2 separate regions of the Sus scrofa genome follow, and region 2 is linked to region 1. A link is a contact called in public Hi-C data. All regions are on one chromosome and are shown on one strand. Each heading gives the region's core, a stretch centred on a gene start, on an enhancer-like site or on the middle of the called end of the contact. The rest is flanking DNA. Distances are from core to core; before and after follow the strand shown.

Region 1 (5,199 bases), core at 1,054-3,553:
ATAGGAATTCTACGTAGATATACTGACTTCTGAAAAATTAAAATTTTGCGTATAACAGACTGGTTCATACATAGTGAAAACAGAAACAGAAAAAATGTTTCAAAAATATGTAGCAGAAAAAGTTGTTCATATCCATATCTTCTAAAGAAAAATGATTTAATAAGAGAAAAACAAAATTCTGATTAAAATAGATATTTCAACAGAAGAGAAAACCCACATTACCAATGAATATTTAAAATTTTTCTATTATTATTAAGGAAAATGAAAATTCAAATGACAGGTTAGTAAAAATTAAAGTGTAATAATACCTATCATTGATGATTATGTGAGGAAAACGTTACTCTGAAATCTTGCTAATGGAAATGTAACTTTTTTTTTTTTTTTTTTTTTTTGTCTTTTTATAGGACCACACCCATGGCGTATGGAGGTTCCCAGGCTAGGGATTTAACTGGAGCTGTTATTGTCAGCCTACACCATAGCCACAGCAACGCAGGATCCCAGCCGTGTCTGCAACCTACACCACAGCTCACGGCAACGCCGGATCCTTAACCCACTGAGTGAGGCCAGGGATCGAACCCGCAACCTCATGGTTCTTAGTCCGATTCATTAACCATTGAGCCATGATGGGAACTCCAGAAATGTATCTTTTAAAAGTTGTTTGGTAAAGGATTCTGGCAGCAGTATCTTTTAAAATGAAAGACATGTACCTATGACCAAACTATCCTTTTCATGAGACTATATCTTATAGAAATAAAATCACAAAAGCGTAATGATTTACATACAGGTTTTATCACTAGACTTTTTTTTTTTTTTGGTACCAAATGTCAGGGAAGATCACATAGCATCTGATAGAGCTATCTTGAAATACAAAATCTTGTACTCCCACTCCAGTCTAGCAGACTGCAAATAAATGTGCACAGATGAATTCAAGCACAGAATTTCCTAAAAGCCACTTGCACTGATCTACTTTCTGATTATAGAATTCTAATGTGGACTCACAAGAAGGTTACTGTGGTGTTGGTTGCTAAAATATTTATTTGTCTAACTAGGTGTTCTTCATTCAGTGGTATCTTAGTCAATTATCAGAGAGCGTAGGTGCTTAAAAATAGTCTTCTTATTTGTTTGTACTGCTGAAACATATTCTAGAGGAAATTTCAAAGCAAATATGGCATAACCATCCTAAAAGCAAGAAAAAGTTTCTCAGAAAAAAAAGGGTAAGGAACTGGAATTCTCTCCCCCTCCTCGATTCTTTTATAATAAGAAAATAGTAAGATGAATAAAAATATCATAGCAAAATTTAGCATGGCTAAAATGTTAAAGTTAAACAACCATCTCCAAGTGGTAGCATTTGGAAAGTATCTAGATCTTGTCTGGGAATATAGTGTCACTTTCAAGACTTTGACTTTTAGTTTCAAAACACATAACCACGTGGATAGCAACCTCAGCAGAAGTACATCTGGTAAATACAGGCCAACTTGGGACTTGAACACAGGGCTTCCAATTCTAAGTCCACTTCTTTTCCCATATATTACCCCTTGTGCGTTTCTTATCATCATATGCTAATAAAGGTTACATTTTCAGGCCTTAATAAGAATCAGCTTTTCCTTTAGTAGGAGAGTGGTGCATACTGTCATATCAGACAAGCGTTCTACTCAAGGCCAAGTGGAAATGAATGATATGAATAGATTACTGTATATATGTCTCATTATAAAAGTGCAAATCACTACTGCTTGAATGTGCATTATGGACCAAGCTCTTTACATTAAGTTATTTCAAAATTTTCAACTCTTAAAGGAAGGTACCATGATCCCCATTTTACAGATGGAGAACTGAAGGCCGGAAGACACTTGCCCAAAGCTACTTATGGAGTTAGTGGAAACAGAGCTAGAAGATAGGTCATTGTGCTCTCTGGCCAATGTTGCCGTTCACATTTTCTATCTTGTTTTAAGTTTTATTTTAGCATTAAAAATATTCCACTTGGATTGCCACATTTTGTTTCATTGATTTATATTTATTGAATTGCTTTGTATATGCCACATCCTTAAGTGTCATACTTAGCACCTTTATGAAAGATGGGCTATAATTCTACCCAGGTTGTGATTAGGAGAATTTAAGTTACAAAGCTGTTAAGTAACTGAGATTTCACAATAAACCTGCAGACCAGGGTTCAAATCCTGGGCCCTGGGCCATCCAGTTCAGTATTCCAGCTTTGTTACTTATTGAACAATCACCACTAGCATAGTTTACATGACACCCAGTAACTCTCTAAATGGGCACTGCAAACATAATTAAGATTTCAGCTCTCCGGTGACTCAGGAGCAAGGACACTGAGATGCAGTTCCTCATGGCATTTTCCCAGAGTGCCCCCAGCCTGGAAATTCTCCACAGCATGAGGGACAGTTTCACACTGAGAAGTCCCATTTCCTCTAAGCCAGCCCAGAGAAGATGACCTATCAGTCACCAGGCATCATCCCAGGCAGACCTGGGGACCCCAGGGTGCCAGCAGTGCTTACTGACTAAGAGTGCTGAACAGACTGGGCACTGGGACAGAATGCATTATCACAGGAGCTCAAAAGGACTACTGTTCTAAAAATAAAAAGGAAACAGTAGCTTGTGGTTATGGTTTAAATAGACAGATTAACTTAGTACCAAGAACCTATCTAAGCAATTCTTTCCTTGAATCACTCATTTTCTTTTTCTTCTTTTTTCTTTTTCTTTTTTTCCCCCCACACCCACAGCATGCAGTAGTTCCCAGGTCAGGAATCAAACCTGAGTCACAGCGGTGACAATGCTGGATCCTTAACCTGCTAGGCCACCAGGGAACTCCAAATCCCTCATTTTCTTAATGCATTTTCCTCCTTTCTCTGGACCAGTTCCAGGTCAGAATTTGAAGAGTGATACTCAAAAAAAGTGCTGTTTCTGGTCTTTTTTGGAAGAATTTGATAGTATTCCATTCAAGCTGAACATGTTAAGTCTGAGCTCATTTGAGGATCTTCTGATTGCTCTCTGTAAGCTTCTATGACAAAGCTTCATAGAAGCTTTCTGTAGGCTTCTGGGAGAAATTTGGCTGAAACAGCCTCTTACTCATTCTGTTTTATAATATTCGATATAGTCAAATGTAATATATTGCATTTGTATTCTTTGGACATTTCTATTCACTAGGGATATTTGCTGAAGTGTCTACAATAGTTCCTTGTCTTCTATTGCTTCCTATCTTTCCCTTCACTTTTATCTCTTTATGTTGCCAGTATCTTGCCAGTATCTTTTCTTCCTTCATTCCACAAATCTTTGTTAAATTCTTACACTAGACTAGGATTCTGCACCCTCTAAATCTGTAATCCCCTGAGTGTAAGTGTGTTATAATCAGAACATCACAATAACTACTGATATTTATGTATTTTTTTCTTTTGCTTCTTAGGGCGGCAGGCATAGCATAAGGCTGTTCCCAGGCTGGGGGTCTAATCGGAGCTGCAGCTGCCGGCGGCCTGCACCACAGCCACAGCAACGTAGGATCTGAGCCCCACCACGGCTCACGGCAATGTTGGGTCCAAGCCTACACCACAGCTCATGGCAATGTTGGGTCCTTAACACACTGAGAGGCCAGGGATTGAACCTACATCTTCATGGGTACTAGTCAGATTCGTTTCTGCTGAGCCACAATGGCAACTCCCTGATAATCTAAATTTTGAAAACCTTTGAGGTTCTAACTGATTTATCAATACTATATTGCATTCAAATTTGAAAAAAATTTCAATAATTTTTCAAAAAATAATAATTTCAGTAATTTTTAATAATTCCTTCAATCTGGCTTTTCAAGCTTGCGTTAGAAATATGGTCCTTTACAAAAACCTGCACTCAATCTATTCACATAAGATAAATTATTCTTTTTTTTTCCTGGAAAATACTTAGTGTTTTAAAAGGGGATGGGATAGGGGGAAAGAAAACATGGTGGAAGAAGAGGAGAAATACACATGCGAGCCATTTTGCTAATTGCTCTAAATTGAGCACAGAAAGTGTGTTGCTGCGTAGAACACTTAAGTAGAGGCTTAAAGGCTGAGCTATTCCTTTAGCCAGATTGAGGATTTAAGACTGAGGGGTAAAATTTAGCTGTCACCCTTGTTATTTGGATGGAATCCTACCTAGGACTATGGTCTGGTCCATGAGCTGAACAAAAATATTTAATTCCATAGAAATAAATGAAGCACTTGGTTTCACATGTCCCGTAACCTTGCAAGGTCCTCCTCATCACAGTGCTAGATGCGCCCTCTAGGTTATATTTCTCCAGTGCCTGGGTAGCCAGCTCCACTGGGTCCTGCTCTCTCTCCTGTAATGTGTCAGCATTTTTAAAATCACAATTTTGATCATTTTCATCCCCTTCGATCAGGAGTATTGGCAGCAACCATTCCTTGGGGGCAGTGGCTGCATGGTTTTAGCCTCTAGGAGCTACCAACCCGTTCTTATATAAATGATCACTTACTATCTTACCAGCTTTGCGAGTTTACAGTTTTGTGTGTAAAGTTCTATTTGACATTCATATGGTAAGTATCAGAAACTAATGGACAAAAAAGTAACCATTTTGGAGTTCCCTTGTGGTGCAGCAGGCTAAGGATCTGGCGGTGTCACGGCAGTGGCCCAGGGTTGATCCCTGACCTGGGAACTTCCACATGCTGCAGAGGCACTTTCGTAGTTTAAATATAGATAATATTGGTGTCAGATCAAGGAGAGTTGATGGATTCCTTCTTGATTGTGAAAGAAAAAGGAAGAATGTATGGACGAATGTTTTTAATGGAGGGAGAGAGAGAAGCATCTAGTGACAACGAAAAAAGAGGAGATGTATGGGGATGAGAAAAGAAAAGGCAGAGAAATTTTTTGAACTAAAGAGAGAGTACTATCTTTCTAACTCTTCTCATTCTTTAAGTCTCAGACAAAACCTCATCTATTCCAAAAGGCCTTCTAGCATTTTCTGTCTATTGCACAGTACTTCTATTATCTGTACAATTCATTTGCCAATTAATTGTATATTGTTTTATTATCTTAAAAAGGTTAATCAATTCTTTGGGATGTTTATTAGCTTTCTCCAGAATTATGGCTTATCTTCCAAGTTAGACTTATAATGACTGCATTTGAGGACTATTATAAATTCCAATGTTCTTTTTCAATGTCTAGCATGGTTGTTGAAGCAGAGAGGTTCATTAACTG
Region 2 (4,782 bases), core at 1,657-4,156, 110 kb before region 1:
ATATTATCCACATGACCTATCATTGTTGATGCTGGCCTTGATCACCTGGCTGAAACAGTGTTTGTCAGGCTCCTTCTCTATAAAATTACTCTTTCTCCCCTTGATACTGCACTCTTTGGGAGGAAGTCATTATGCACAGCCCACACTTGAGTTGGGAGTTGAGCTCCATCTCCTTGAGAGTGAAGTATCTACAGAAATTATGTGGAATTCTTCTGTGCAGAAAATGTGTCTATTCCCTTCCATAAACTTACTCAATCATTTATTTATGTCAGCATGGACTTGTGGATATTTATTTTATACTTGAGTCATAATTCAGGTGAGTTTTAATTATTTTATGGCTCTAATTTTTTGGCGTTGACCATTAGTGTGTGCTTCTACCTGACTCTTAGATTCCTTTGAAATACCCCATAATTACAGTTTTTGTTTTGTCTTTTTTTTTTTTTTTTTAAGCACTTCTTTGCTTTCTGGCACTGCAAGATTTTTCAAGCTCATTTTGTATATTTTCTTTCCCAGTCCTAAAAGGAAGCTATTCCTTTTATTGAGGGATAATATTTAATACCAAGATTTGAGTGTTAGGATATGTGGCTGCTATCGAGATGTCATAGTTTCTAGACTATCTCAGCTGACGGAACAAGAAAATATATATGTGTATACTAACTTGTGTATATACACGCCTAGAAATAATTCTAAATATAACCTTCTGTATCTTTATTAAACTAATAATGAGTTAATATTGGTGTCTCTAATACTAATCCATTACCATAAGGATCATTCTAATCTTTTCCCACTGTAGCTTCCTACTCTAACAGTGAGAAACCTGACTTCCACTATCCACTATCTATTTACTTAACTCTTCATTTCCAGTATAAATATACAGTGGTTTCAGAATTGTTAACCTGTACCTCCGTGGGATAAAACTTTATCAACTAGAGGATTGCTTATATAGACTCTTTTACCTTTAGATTTACAGACTCTGCTATTTCCAAAGTCCTTTAGTCCAGAAGCTTCTCCCACATGCCTCTACCCCTGACTCCTTTGGGTGAGGTTGTTTCATACATTTGTAATACTGTTAGAGTCTTTTGTTATATTCTGTATTCCATCTTGGACATTCCCCTCTTCCTGACATCCTACATAATTAAAAAAAAAAAAAAATCACAGGTATTAAGGTTCACTCTGTGCTGTAAAGTTCTATGTGTTTTGAGAAATGCGTAGTGTCATATATCCACCATTGCAGTATTACAACGAATAGTTTCATTTTCCTAAAAATTTTCCTTGGGCTTCAGTAATATAAACCTCTCCTTACCCCAAACTCTTGGCAACCACTAACCCATGTAACATCTCTGTATAGTTGTACCTTTTCCAGAATGCATGTAATTGAAATCATACAGTATATGGACTTTCCATACTGGCTTCTTTCACTAGCACTGTGCATTTAAGATTTGTCCATGACTTTTCATGGCTTGATAGTTCATTCCTTTTTGTTACTGAGTAGTATGCCATTGTTTAGATGCACCACAGTTTGTTTACCCATTTGCTAATTGAAATAAATCTTGTTTACTTCAGGTTTTGGCATTTATGGATGAAACTACTATAAACATTCATGTGCAGATTTTTAGGTGGATAAAAATTTTCAAATCAGTTGGACAAACACCTAGAACTGTGATTGCTAGATTGTCTAGTAAGGCTATACTTGGCTTTTTAAGAAACTGCCAAATTGTATTCCAAAGTTGCTGTGCCATTATGGGATCATACCAGCAATCCTTAGTGGTGAATGATATCATCAGTTTTTTTGATTTTAGCCATTCTAAAAGATGGGCAGTGGTATCTCATTGTGGTTTTCATTTGCAATTCCCTAATGGCAAATGCCAATGAACATCTTTTCATATGCTTATTTGCCATCTGCACATCTTCTTCGGTACAGTGTCTGTTCAGCTGTTTGGCTTGTTTTTTTCAATTGGGCTCTTTGTTTTCTTATTGTTGAGTTTTATTTTCCTGTACTTTTGAAGGAAGTAAATAAACAAAAAAACTTGTTGAGAAGATGTACATTAAAAGAATTATCCCATACACATTTCATTCTTTAATGGAGAAAAAAATCATGGAAAAACCACTTCAGCCTTCAGTGAATTGCTAATTTAAGGATGTGAAATTTGAAACACACACACACACTTATCCTGTGTTAGATAATTTGTTACATTTTTAACTTATATCAACACATTTAATTCTCACAACCTGATGTAATGAATGAGAGCTCTTGTTCCCCCATTTCACAAAATAGCACATCTCAATTCCCAGTGGAGAAGCTCTAAACCCCTAATTCCATGCTGTCTGATAGACAATAAACTTTGAAATGAGAGGATCTAAAATTTGCTTTTTTTACACAGACAAATTAAAATATATTTTAAATTTAATTATCAGTGAACATAGAAGCAGATACCAGGAAAAAAACAAAACAAAACAAAAAAAACCCTCCATTTTTTTCTTGATTTATCCAGATTGGTGTAAGCCTCTAATTTGTTTGGGTTTGTATGAGAACACGTTCAGGTGACTGAATCACTATTCAACCCACGTTTTTTACCAGATCTTTAAATCTACATTTATTTTGCATCAGTTTTTTAAATCTTCACTTTCCCGAAAGCAAGAAAGATACAATGTAATAATTGAATAGGCTGTTATTCCCTACCCCGTTTTGGACCAGACGAATAATTTCCAAGAGTCATGTGCTATATTATTTGATAGGTATGAATAAAAAGAATTCCTAAAGACAATTAGAATCATGACCAAATTGGGTCTTGAAAAACAGCAGTGCAATCGCAGCTGGTGGCTGGCTCTGAGTTGGCCAGGAGCCCGAGGCATGGGACGGGGTGTTCCCTGGGCCTGGCTCTCCTCCAGGGACCTGTCAGTTGCTGGGTTCCCACAGTGCCAACCACTTGGCAGGTGCAGAAAGGGTCAAGGTTTCTGTTCCTCGGTAGTGCTGAGGGCGTGCAGGTCATCTGACAGGGAACATGAGAAGTACCCCCATGGGTCCTGAGGGACATGGGAAGTGGATGTCCTGCTTTGTTTAGGGGGAGGGCTCTGCATTGACAGGGCTGTGAGAACTGCGGCTGCCCCGCCAGTGTCCTTTGCCTGGCCTCTAAGAGGACTGAGGAGTTTATAGGGTCCTCTGGGCAAGCAGGACCTAGACACTTTTATTTTGGAGGTTTTATGTGTTTGTTTTTTGTTTTTTTTTTTTTTTTTTGAAGAAAAAAATTGCCAAAATAGAGCTCTAAAAATTTTGTTTTACCCTGCATTTTTACATTTTAAAAATTACTGTTTTTGGAGTTCCTGTCATGGCTCAGTGATAACAAGCCCAACTCCATGAAGAGGCGGGTTCGATCCATGGCCTCGCTCAGTGGGCTAAGGATCCCACATTGCCACAAGCTGTGGTGTAGGTTGCAGGCTCGGCTTGGATCTATTATTGCTGTGGCTGTGGCATAGGCCAGTAGCTACAGCTCCGATTCAACCCTTAGCCTGGGAAATTCCCACAGGTGTGGCTGCAAAAAGACCAAAAAAAAAAAAAAATACTGCTCTTAACATGCAAAAAAATGAAATGCTGTATAAATGGGTGTTTACATAAGACATGTAACACTCATAGGATTTATATAAGAATATTACCTTCTAATGAACTAGTGGTAGGGGAAACTCGTGGGTCAACTGTTTAAACTAATACCATGGAAGTATTTTTCTTTGTAACTATATCCTAAAACTAGAAGTTGGGGAACAATGAAGCCCTGAAGTGGGGGGGAAAGAAAGGGAGCTGAAGGGAATTTAAGGAGTTGCTGTAGATTTTAGATTTTGCAGAATCTAGAAGGAATGAAAGTGATGGACCCTGGTGACTTCCTTTGGGCTTGGCAACTAATGCTTTGTTTTGTCAGGTTAAGTAACAATTTAGATCCAAAAAGCCCTTTGAAAGTTGTAGCAGAATTCTGTCTTTACTTTTTTCCCCTTCCTGGCAAAAGACTGAAGCAAGATAGGCTTTCCAGAAACATTTGTGGATTGAAGTCAGAAAGTCACTTTACTTCACAGGATGCTTTTCTTCCTCCAACCTCCCCCCCCACCAAAATGTCCAAGAACCCCAGGGTTTTCATCATCCAAAGCACTTATTTCTGTCTCCACACACCAGAGAGATGGAGAACATGGAGGATCTGTCCAGTCTGCTGTCACATATTCCACCTCATTTTCTGCTGCAGGAGCCCCTGTAACCACAACGTTGTGTCACTGGTGAAAACAGGTCCTGTCGGAGTCTGATGCACCCATGCCCACTGCTGCCTTGGATCAGATTTCTGCACGTCATAGCTGTTCGCAGAAGATGAAACTCATCCCCCTACTTAGTCTCAGCCAAGAGTACATTATAATTGCACTTTCAGCGTTTTTCCAGTAGTTGCCAAAGCCCATCCAGTGTCTCATGGTGGGTGGGAAAAGGCAACCTTCCAGATTCAGCTGCAAAGGGGCCCATCTCCCACCAAGCAGAAGGCCTTGACATCATCTTTTCCTCTCATGGTGTGTCTAATTCTCTATAGACCCATGGTGTCCACATTGGAGCATTTCAGTTGGAGTCATCTCAGCTGATCAAATAGATTCTAACTATGCTGAATCTCAAAAGAAAAGAAGGAAAAATTTTGTTCTCCTCTTTTCCCCCACGGATACCTGCCTACTTTACATTCCTATAATGAAGATTCCACTCAATGGATTCCGAAAAAATGAAGAAAAAGAAGGGAAAAAAACCCCAAAACCTCCTTTGTGGTA

Evidence for each region. Hi-C and Micro-C count contacts between places; a contact is called where the count stands out from the background.
Region 2: a Hi-C map of fetal heart ventricle shows a contact between it and region 1, with 3 times the contacts expected there. The contact joins two enhancer-like sites. A contact is called at or near these places in 3 of 47 Hi-C or Micro-C datasets (embryonic fibroblasts, fetal heart ventricle and heart right ventricle).

Annotation. Positions count from the first base shown.
Region 1 is chr18:28,712,510-28,717,708 of Sscrofa11.1, reverse strand. All of the region lies in intron 11 of CFTR (cystic fibrosis transmembrane conductance regulator), which reads left to right. Among named protein-coding and RNA genes, the nearest start is that of CFTR, 100 kb to the left of the region's middle. Within about 2 kb of position 2,303, at least 3 of the 83 cell types and tissues checked have an H3K27ac peak or open chromatin away from gene starts, as enhancers often do.
Region 2 is chr18:28,825,630-28,830,411 of Sscrofa11.1, reverse strand. No RefSeq gene overlaps it. Among named protein-coding and RNA genes, the nearest start is that of CFTR, 11 kb to the right of the region's middle. Within about 2 kb of position 2,906, at least 10 of the 83 cell types and tissues checked have an H3K27ac peak or open chromatin away from gene starts, as enhancers often do.